2 separate regions of the Mus musculus genome follow, and region 1 is linked to region 2. Evidence: chromatin contacts called from public Hi-C data. All regions are on one chromosome and are shown on one strand. The core of a region is the stretch at or near the end of the contact, and the rest is flanking DNA. Distances in the headings are between cores, read along the strand shown.

Region 1 (4,447 bases), core at 224-2,723, 190 kb after region 2:
AAACTAGAGCCTTTGAGTTACAGTCTCTCCTGCTATATGGCATCTTGGGTCTGGTGTCTACTGGTGCAGGAGATGAGAAGGTTAAGCAGGCGGGAGTATGCACCAAAGTTGACACTAAATGGCAGGCATCTTTGTGTTTGTTTGTTTGTTTGTTTGTTTTAAAGCAAGTTCCCCAGGCATAGTATTGTGTACCTTTAATTCTAACACCAGAACTCTGTGATCAGGGACACCCACAACCAGATACAAAGGAAAATCAGGGAAACTCAGTAGCCCAGACCAGCCTGGAGTTCACTATGTAACACTCAGCTACCACACCCAGCTTCTAAAGGGCAGGTGTCTTTTTTTAAAAGCAAAAGACTAAATTGACCTGGAAATGACAGAGAGCAATGTGTGTGTGCGCACATGTAGACAGGCTATTGCTTGCTAAAATATCGTATCGGGTTTGCTTTAATTGCATGGTGATGCCTTTAAGAACAAAGGTAATTACATGATAACTTGTGTTACTGCTCCCACATTATCTCTTAATAACTATGTAATTAACTTGTCACTACTGTACAATGTGAAGTTTGATATTACTTACATATAAAGAGCATCGATAACTTCAGTGAACAAGCTGGAGTGAGGCCAGGGACAGAGGCAGTGAGGAAATCACCACATCAGAGCAGTCAGGAAAGCAAAGGATTAATTAGATCGTTGGACCTGTCCAGAGGACTGAAACCAAAGCCACAGCCAACAGCTGCAGAGCTGGGGTTGAGTCATGTGACCTTCTGAAGCTACCGAGCCTGCAGCTGAGAGGATGCTGAGAAGGTTGAGGAGCCGCTGGGGTTGGGTACAGTGCAGAGGCCCTGCACTCTCTGCTGTTTGGAAGAGTTTCTCTTTAAGTAAACATGGGGGAGAGGGCTTGTTTGGTTGTGGTAGTTGAGACAGGATCTTACTATGTCTTCTAAGGTAGACTTGTCCCTGCCTCAGTCTTCTGGTGACTAGGATCACAAGCCAGCACCACTAGGCCTGAATCAACATTAAAAACAATAATAAAGGGAAAATCAGCCAGATGAGGAGGCAGGCACCTGTAAGCCCTTGGGAAGACCAGGGATCCAAAGCTATCTCAGCCAGAGACAGACAGACAGAGTCACACAGACAGACAGACAGAGACAGAAAGAGACAGAGAGAGGCAGAGACACACAGACAGATAGACAGACAGAGAGAGACAGAGAGAGGGAGAGTCAGAGTCACACAGACAGAGACAGACAGAGAGACAGAGATACAGAGAGAGACAGAGACAGAACATACCTAGGACCAACTAGGGCCATGTGAGATACTGTCTAAAACAGAGAGGAAGACATTTCTCATCTCGTTTCACCAGCATCTTGAGTTTGTGTGTGTGTCATACATGGCAAAGATGTGCAGCCCCAGAAACTCTGATTCACTGCTGGTGAAAATGAAAACTAGGATGGCCACTTGGGAATACAGTCTGGCAGTTCCTTACACACTACACATATGCTTACCATATGATCCAGCAATTGTGTTCCTTGGCTGCCCAAATGAGCTGAAAACTTATGTCTGCACAAAAACCTGTACACAAATGTGTATAGCAGTTTTACCCATAAATGACAAGACTAAGAAGCAACCAGCATGCTCTTCAGCCTGTAGGTAAATGAGTACGCAAGCCATGGTCTATGCTACTCAATATGACCAAGCCAGTAAGAGGTGGTAAATGGGGCTGCAGTGATAAGTCACTGGTTAAGAGCACTGGACACTCTTGCATAGGACCCAAGTTTGATGGCACTTCACAACCCTCCATGATTCCTGGACCAGGGGATCTGATTCCCTCTTCCGGCCTCCAAGGGCACCAGGCACATGGCAAATAACTATACACACGGGCAATAACACGGTACACATAAAAATAAATTTTCCAAAAGAAGAAATAAGTGAATGGGGCTGACAAAGTGGCTCACTGTGTAAAGGTGCCTGCCGTGGGGCCTCTGAGTTCAATACCCAGATCCATATGGTCCAAGGGGAGAACTGACTCCAGCAAATTGTCCTCTAACCTCCACATACTCGCCATGGCACAACACACTTAATGTAAAAAAATATATTTGTAAAGTAGTCAGTTTTATGTTACATATATTTTTCAAGGTGCAGGCATCTTAGAAGCTTGGTATGGTGCACATGCCTTCAATCCCAGCGCTAGGGAGGCAGAAGTAAGTGGATCACACTGAGTTGGAGGCCAGCCTGCTCTACATAGGTTGTTCCAAACCAGCCAGAGCTACACAGTAAGGCCCAATCTGAGGGCTGGGAGGGGGGCGCTTAGGCTGTTAATTCATTCACATTATAAAGGAATTCCCTCTCATTTTTAAATATAAATATGAACATTAGGTAAATTTATACATTCTTTATGATTAATAAAGACTACTTCGTGAAGGCCCCACCTCTAATTGATTATGCACTATCTGTAGTTCATCTTTGCTAGGTTTTAAGAATAGATTATTGAAAAGCTGAGACTCTGCAGGGTCCAAAGGTCTTCGCTTTTGTTGGCATCCAGGTTTTCCTTGTCAGAGTAAATGGGACTTCAGTGCACAGCCACGCATCCGTCAGCTGGCTCTCCTCTCAGAAGGAGGGTGCCAGCACTTAGCCTCACAGAATGTTCCACAACATGAGCTTTTCTCACAAAGATCATGGCAGGAAGAATGAGGAAAACAGATGTTGCTCATAAGGGTTCTAATAGATGTGTTTCCATTGTAAGCTGATCGCACTCTGAACCTGGCGTCTGCCCCATTCGCTGTGTGGGCTGAACATTTCAGTCTCAGAGTTTGGCAGAAAGTTTATACTGACCTTTGCCTGTTACCTGTAAACCGTGAAAAAAAATACTCTTGAGAGAATGAGTTCACATTCTTCCAAAGGCATCATTCTATTAGCCAAATTAATTCTCTTCTGTAATTGGGCAAACATTTTATCACCTACGGAGCATTTCCCAGGCCTGGCCAGGGAAAAGAGGAAGGGCATCAATCTGGTGTGCTCTCTGCAGGCCGTGGTAGCCCAGCTTCACATTAACCTCCAGCTCCACCCTGCACCCTAGGCTGCCTGGGCCTCAGGGAAGGCCGGAAGTCCACTAGCACAACAGTTTCTCATTATCCTGTCCTGAATATTTGAGCTCAGAGACAGCTCAGGTTCCCCAGAGGCAGTAGCACAGGTTTTTCTGGTTTTGATCTATCTTATTAGTGACTACACCTTTTTCCTTCCTTCCTTCCTTCCTTCCTTCCTTCCTTCCTTCCTTCCTTCCTTCCTTCCTTCCCTCCCTCCCCCCTTCCCTCCCCTTTCCTCCCCTCCTCTCCCCTCCCCTCCCCACCCCTTCCCATCCCTTCCCTTCTTTCCTGTCCTTCCTTCCCGTCCTGTCCTTTCTCTCCTTTCTTCTGTGTTAAAGTTCTGTTTTATAAACTTTGACATGCAGTGTGCCCTTCACTGTGGGCACACCCACCATCCCATGCCTGTCCAGAACTCTTTCCTGCCCCCACTCAGACATTCGGATTTCCTCCCCTGGAAACTGTCAGACACAGCAAGGCTGCTGTGAGCACTCATTTACAAGTCCAGGCGCATCTGCATTCATTTACCCTGAGCAAACATCTGGAGATAGGATGACTGAGGCATAGAGTAGGTAAATTTAACGTTTTCAGACAATATTTGTTTCTATTTTGTATGTATGAGTGCTTGCCGGCACCTATGTCTGTGCACCACACATGTGCTTAGTGCCCTAGAAGGCCAGAAGAGGGCATTGGAGCCCTTGGAGCTAGAGTTAACAAACAGTTACAAGTTGCCATGTGGGTGCTGGGAATGGAACCATGGTCTTCTGGAAGAACAGAAAACTTGCATTTTTAACCACTACGCCATCCATCTCTCCAGCCCCAAAGTTAACTTTTTCAGGCACTGATGAATTTCCAAAGTGGTCTTATCATTTTACATTCCGAGGGCTGGTAAGATGGTTCACTGGGTCAAGGCACTTGCTTAGCAAGCCTGACAACTTGCACTCAGTCCCTAAACTCAAAGATGGAAGGAAAGAACCAACTCCACAGGTTGTCCTCAGAGGCCCCCGTGTGCCCGCACAGGTCATACACTCAAGCAATGATAATAACTGAAGCCTCCTTAACATTCCCTAAGCCAGAGTGCTCAAGGTCTGGAGGATGCACACCCTTGCCCTGGCTCCGTGCAGATCGTCTTGCTGATGTTGCCTTAGCGAGTGGCAGCCACATTACTGCGATTCCCAGCTGCATGCCTTTAATGGATTATGGTGCTACTACACCCTATGTGAATTTGGCATGTTTCCCTTTGCAGGTTTTGTTTGTTTTTGTTTTGTTTGTTATTGAGTTACTTCTTAAACAAAGCAATTTTAATGAAGTCCAAATTATTCTGTCTTCTGTGAAAGACTTTACTTAGGGGCTAGGGGGTCATCACA
Region 2 (4,659 bases), core at 725-3,224:
ATTGTTTGGCCTCCTTGCTTACAGATCCTTAAAGCTCTAGAGTTTAACTTACTCATAATCTCCTTTTCACTAATATTGCTCTACTGTCACTAAAGTTATCGACAATTCTAAATCATTGAAGATTTCTGAAAGACAGGAGGCTTCTCTTCCAACTTCTGCTCTTCTTGTCTTGTACCAGTGCTTCTGACAACCACCCTTGACTGCTTTTCTCTATGACTCCACTTCTCCTATACCACCTGATTCCCACATTACACTCCACCCAGCCTCCTCGTCAGCCTTTAAATGACTTCATCTTTTAAAGTATTAACTTCTGTTTTAATTAACTCTGTGAAGAATCCAGCCCATTTTTAAATGATAAGTCAGAATTTGCAGTTAAATATCAAGGAGAATAATCCTCCAATGATTTTAGTTATATTTTTCAGACTGATATATATATATTCAAGGTAGCAAACACCATATAGCCCTCTTTAAGGCCTCAGATATGTTTTTCACATTTTGTGTGGCTTCTAGGTTTAGTGTGTCTTTAATTTGGAATACGTAATAAGCTAAATATAGACTTTTAAATGTTTTACCTGTAAACATCAACCAGCTTTACTGCAGTCCGCAGATATTTTGATATGGTTGTATAGTAATTATCAATATTTTCTAAAACTGATGGGCGATTGTGTTTCCTTTGTTAAGTCAACCAAGAATTATATTTTGTAAAAATATACTATTGGCTCAGACTCAGTTGAAACAATGTGGCTTATTATCAACAATAAGCAGATTCTTTAAAGTCAAATGCCTTATTTATTCACTTTTTAAAGGCATGTACATATTTTTACTCTTGGATATAATCAGTGGCTTTTTAATGCTTAGTGCTCTGCTAAAGAGCTTCTGTAATTTCATTTTATTTCATCTGTCAAGGTTAGTGATCGTGATGGTTTTAAGGTACCCTCTAGCCTTTTCCCTCCCTCAGCTGAGCTGAATTGCGACTACTTTGTAGTAAGTTTGTTACACAGTCTGTAGACACTGGTGAGAATCAGTATGGCCACTGGCTTATTAGTTTCACAGATGCTTCCATAATACTTAGTGCACTCTTGGGTATATTAAATTATCATATCGTGACAGCAGTCCTGAAACATGCCAGTCTTATAAAGCCGCATTTCTGAGAGTTAGAGCCAGGCTTCAGTGAACCATAGCTGACATGCCATGTTAATTTCCATAACTATCATTACCAGGGGTGGCAGTATTTCGAAGACATGAAAAATCTTAATAAATCTACCCAGTTAAAAAAAAAAATCACATTATGTTACCTTATCACAGGGTTTCTAATCACAAGGTCTGATTTTCTTCAGTCCCAATTGAATCGTTTCACAAGTAATGATAAGCATCTTTACTCTTATCATGGGTTATTAAATATTTACTTAAGTGTACAATATACCAAAACACAATATTTTGAATGTTCAGTTTTCTCAGTATGTACTGTTCACGCTGTGAATGAAAACCTCTTACCATCCCATACAGCATATTTACATATACAAATGATTTTGCCTTAAGTAGGAAAGACACAGCTGACAGATACATAGGTTAATTTGCTCTCTTAAATTGCAGCAAACTGTTCTGTGATTCTTTTGTGTGTTTGGGGCCATGTTGTAGAGAAAGAAATCATCAAGCAACATTTTAAGGACATTGGCCTTTTGTATCTAATCCTTAATAAACTTATATACCTCAAAATAGAATATTTCTTTGCAAATTCTTACCTTCAAATTATTAATAATGGAAGGAATGCATTTTTTTAATCCTGTAGCCCCCTCCCCCAGCACAGCTTTTAGATTGTAGATAAACTTCCCAGCTCAGTAATTAACTGAGCTCAGTCCTCGCACCCTGTATCATGTGATTTTTTTTTCCAGTGGAATACATTATTAGAGCACTTACACAGCCAGTCTAGCTGCAGCAGCCCAGGCGGCAACAGCAGTGCCATTTTTCACAAAGAAAATGTTGAACAGGAGCCAAGTGTTTGGTGGCAGTCTGTTGCTAGGAAATCAAGGTCCTGAGGCGATTAGTGACAAAGCAAGCAATAACAAGAAGGCAGAATTACAGATCTAAAAGAGAAAAAAGTGGTTGGTGTTATAATTACCCAAAGAAATCTGCACTCATTAAATTGGCTGTTTTTATGATTGACTTTAATTGGAGGTTAGCTCGGATATTTAGCTCCTTTCCCACCCCTTTAAACACACACAGGCACATAATCTGTAGAACTGCAGACTTGTTTTTCTAAGCATTGAGAGGAGCTTGCCCTGTAATTTGATCCCCACTGACAGATGCATTTTCTATGCTGCCATTTTGAATTAACCTATTGTAGAACAATTTTCTTCAGCCCTGTTGAATAAAACATCCAGTCTGATTACCTCCGACGGATCCGATAGAGTAAAAGAATGTACCTCGCACTGAAGTAGATTGTTTGCGTGGACTCTGCTGATTTTGAACTCTGCCAATAAGCACAATCATTTGTAATAAATTTTCAAAGAAATTTCTGGTGAAAAGGTAATGAGAGTCACCCTTTTATAATTTAATGTTTTGTACCCTGCAGCAAAATAATATTATTCTTGTAAAGCAGTGTTTTATTTCTAGCATGCTTCATGTGAGTTCAGGGAAAAAAATCTTTTATATTTAATATTTTAAGAATATAATTTTATTTTTATATACTCTAAAATGACCACCCTTCCTCCCCCACAAGCAATATTTTAATATTTAGGTTCAACATAATTCAAAGCACTTTATTTCGAGAAATAATTTTTATACATATTATGCTTAACCATAGTAATTTTTAAATTGACAAATTTCATCCTTTGTGATACTATCCTTGAAAGCCTTTATTTAAATTGTCTAGCATTTGATAGCGCACATTACTAAGAAGGCACCTAATCAGTTTGCCAGGTGTAGCAACAGAGGAAGACGACGCAGAACTTATTTACTTCTGAGAAGCCTGAAGAATAAAGTCCCAGTGCTCTGCAGGCTTCTAATCCAACCCTGGAACAGAAGAGCCAAGCACATTCTGTCTGACAATGCACACGCTGCTAATCAGACGCCAGTGCCAAGCTGTCTGCTTTGTTAAATACTCAGCTTCCTAGAGGCAGGAAGACAGCTGCTATAAGGATGATGAAATTTGGTAGTTCAATCTATTTTTGCTACCCTTGGGCTACCAAGATATTGTTAATTTAGACCACCCCAATTGGTACACTTTAGGGAGTTTTTTAAAGAGTTTGTAATTAAAATGATAAAACATCATTATTACATTGAAGACCTTCTGTAAGTTTTACATTTGGCAGATACCTACTGAGATAACCCCAGCATGTAATTTACAATGATGTAATGGCTGTAATTGCATTGTGGGAAAAAGAGGAGAGAAGAGAGGAGAGGAGAGGAGAGGAGAGGAGAGGAGAGGAGAGGAGAGGAGAGGAGAGGAGAGGAGAGGAGAGGGGGGAAGAGAGATCACTAGCTAGGCATAGGAGGTGAGTGCTAACATTAGAAGAGTTCTGAGATTTGCTTCTATTTCATTTAAATCTACTTTATCCCCAAATTGCCTCCCAATATTTGAATGTAGTGGCTGTAAACCTTGCAGCATGGTTTGTTGTTTTTGTTTTTTAAATAGATACGAACCTAGATACTACCACCAGGGGGAGAAGCTAAAAACCTGAAAGTCCTCAGCTGATTATGATACTGGCTGATTATGATAGAGGATTATACCTCTTAGAGGCACATAATTAATCACATCACCCAAATGATTCTGCCTTTGGGACATGACTCTGAGATTTTCTGTGAAGCACATAAACTTAACACACTACTAAATGTAAATAAAACGACAACTGTGTGCACTGGTCATGTATGGAAAGGGTGCGGGCGGTAGTGCAAGCCGGCAGCATGAATGCTGTGCCTTGTATCTGTCAGTCTAGTTGAGGAACTGTCCTTCAGACACTGAGTACACAAGATGTGTGAAAATGAGCTGCTGCTATTGGGACTCATCTGTTAGGAACTAATGTCCACAAAATCACTGGAGCCGAGTTGAGTAGTGTCTAAGGTGGTTGTCTATTTTTTGTCACCATAGTATGGTTTCATTTTTAGTATTCCCTCTAAAAAACAAAAAAAATAATCTAATCCCTGATTTTTTTTTAAAGCAAAGTTTGTGGTTTTTGCCCTGGAAAAAGTAGTTGCAAAAACCTAGTTGCTGGTGTTGGGATCCAACTCTACTGCTGCTCAACAATGTCGAAATTGTTGTCCTGCTGCGGGGAATGGAAGATCACTGAAGAGCAGCGGCTAACTCCGGGTTTTCTGTGCCTGTCCTTGCACCTGAGACTACACACTTATTTTTATAAACCCTAAATGCTAATTAGCTTTTTAAACAGTAATTTTCCTCTGTCTACCACATAAGGAATATCTATCTTAGAATTTTAAGTTTTACTCAGCAGAGAGTCTTTTTGTATTTTGTTTGTTTGTTTTTTGAGCATGTATAGCAGAACTTTATTTTCTTTTACTTTTTTTTTAATTTATAAATCCCATTTATTTCTCACACAATAGTAAGGGATACACATTTTCATTAGCCTAAACTAAAAAGAAATTTCTACTCTTTAGTAAATGACGGACCCCCATTTACCTTTATATGATTGAAAGTCAGAACTG

Evidence for each region. A called contact is a pair of places that touch in the nucleus more often than the background predicts.
Region 1: a contact with region 2 is called in a Hi-C map of the N1E-115 cell line, with 4 times the contacts expected there. The contact joins two enhancer-like sites. A contact is called at or near these places in 1 of 484 Hi-C or Micro-C datasets (the N1E-115 cell line) and 2 of 115 datasets of contacts at active chromatin or transcription factors (astrocytes and embryonic basal ganglia).

What each region holds. Positions count from the first base shown.
Region 1 is chr14:21,439,263-21,443,709 of GRCm38.p6, forward strand. The region is part of intron 10 of Adk (adenosine kinase); the gene reads left to right. Among named protein-coding and RNA genes, the nearest start is that of Gm52152, 23 kb to the left of the region's middle. Within about 2 kb of position 1,474, at least 46 of the 459 cell types and tissues checked have an H3K27ac peak or open chromatin away from gene starts, as enhancers often do. A contact at or near this core is called in the N1E-115 cell line, where this site is marked.
Region 2 is chr14:21,250,472-21,255,130 of GRCm38.p6, forward strand. All of the region lies in intron 6 of Adk (adenosine kinase), which reads left to right. Among named protein-coding and RNA genes, the nearest start is that of Gm52152, 170 kb to the right of the region's middle. Within about 2 kb of position 1,975, at least 99 of the 459 cell types and tissues checked have an H3K27ac peak or open chromatin away from gene starts, as enhancers often do. A contact at or near this core is called in the N1E-115 cell line, where this site is marked.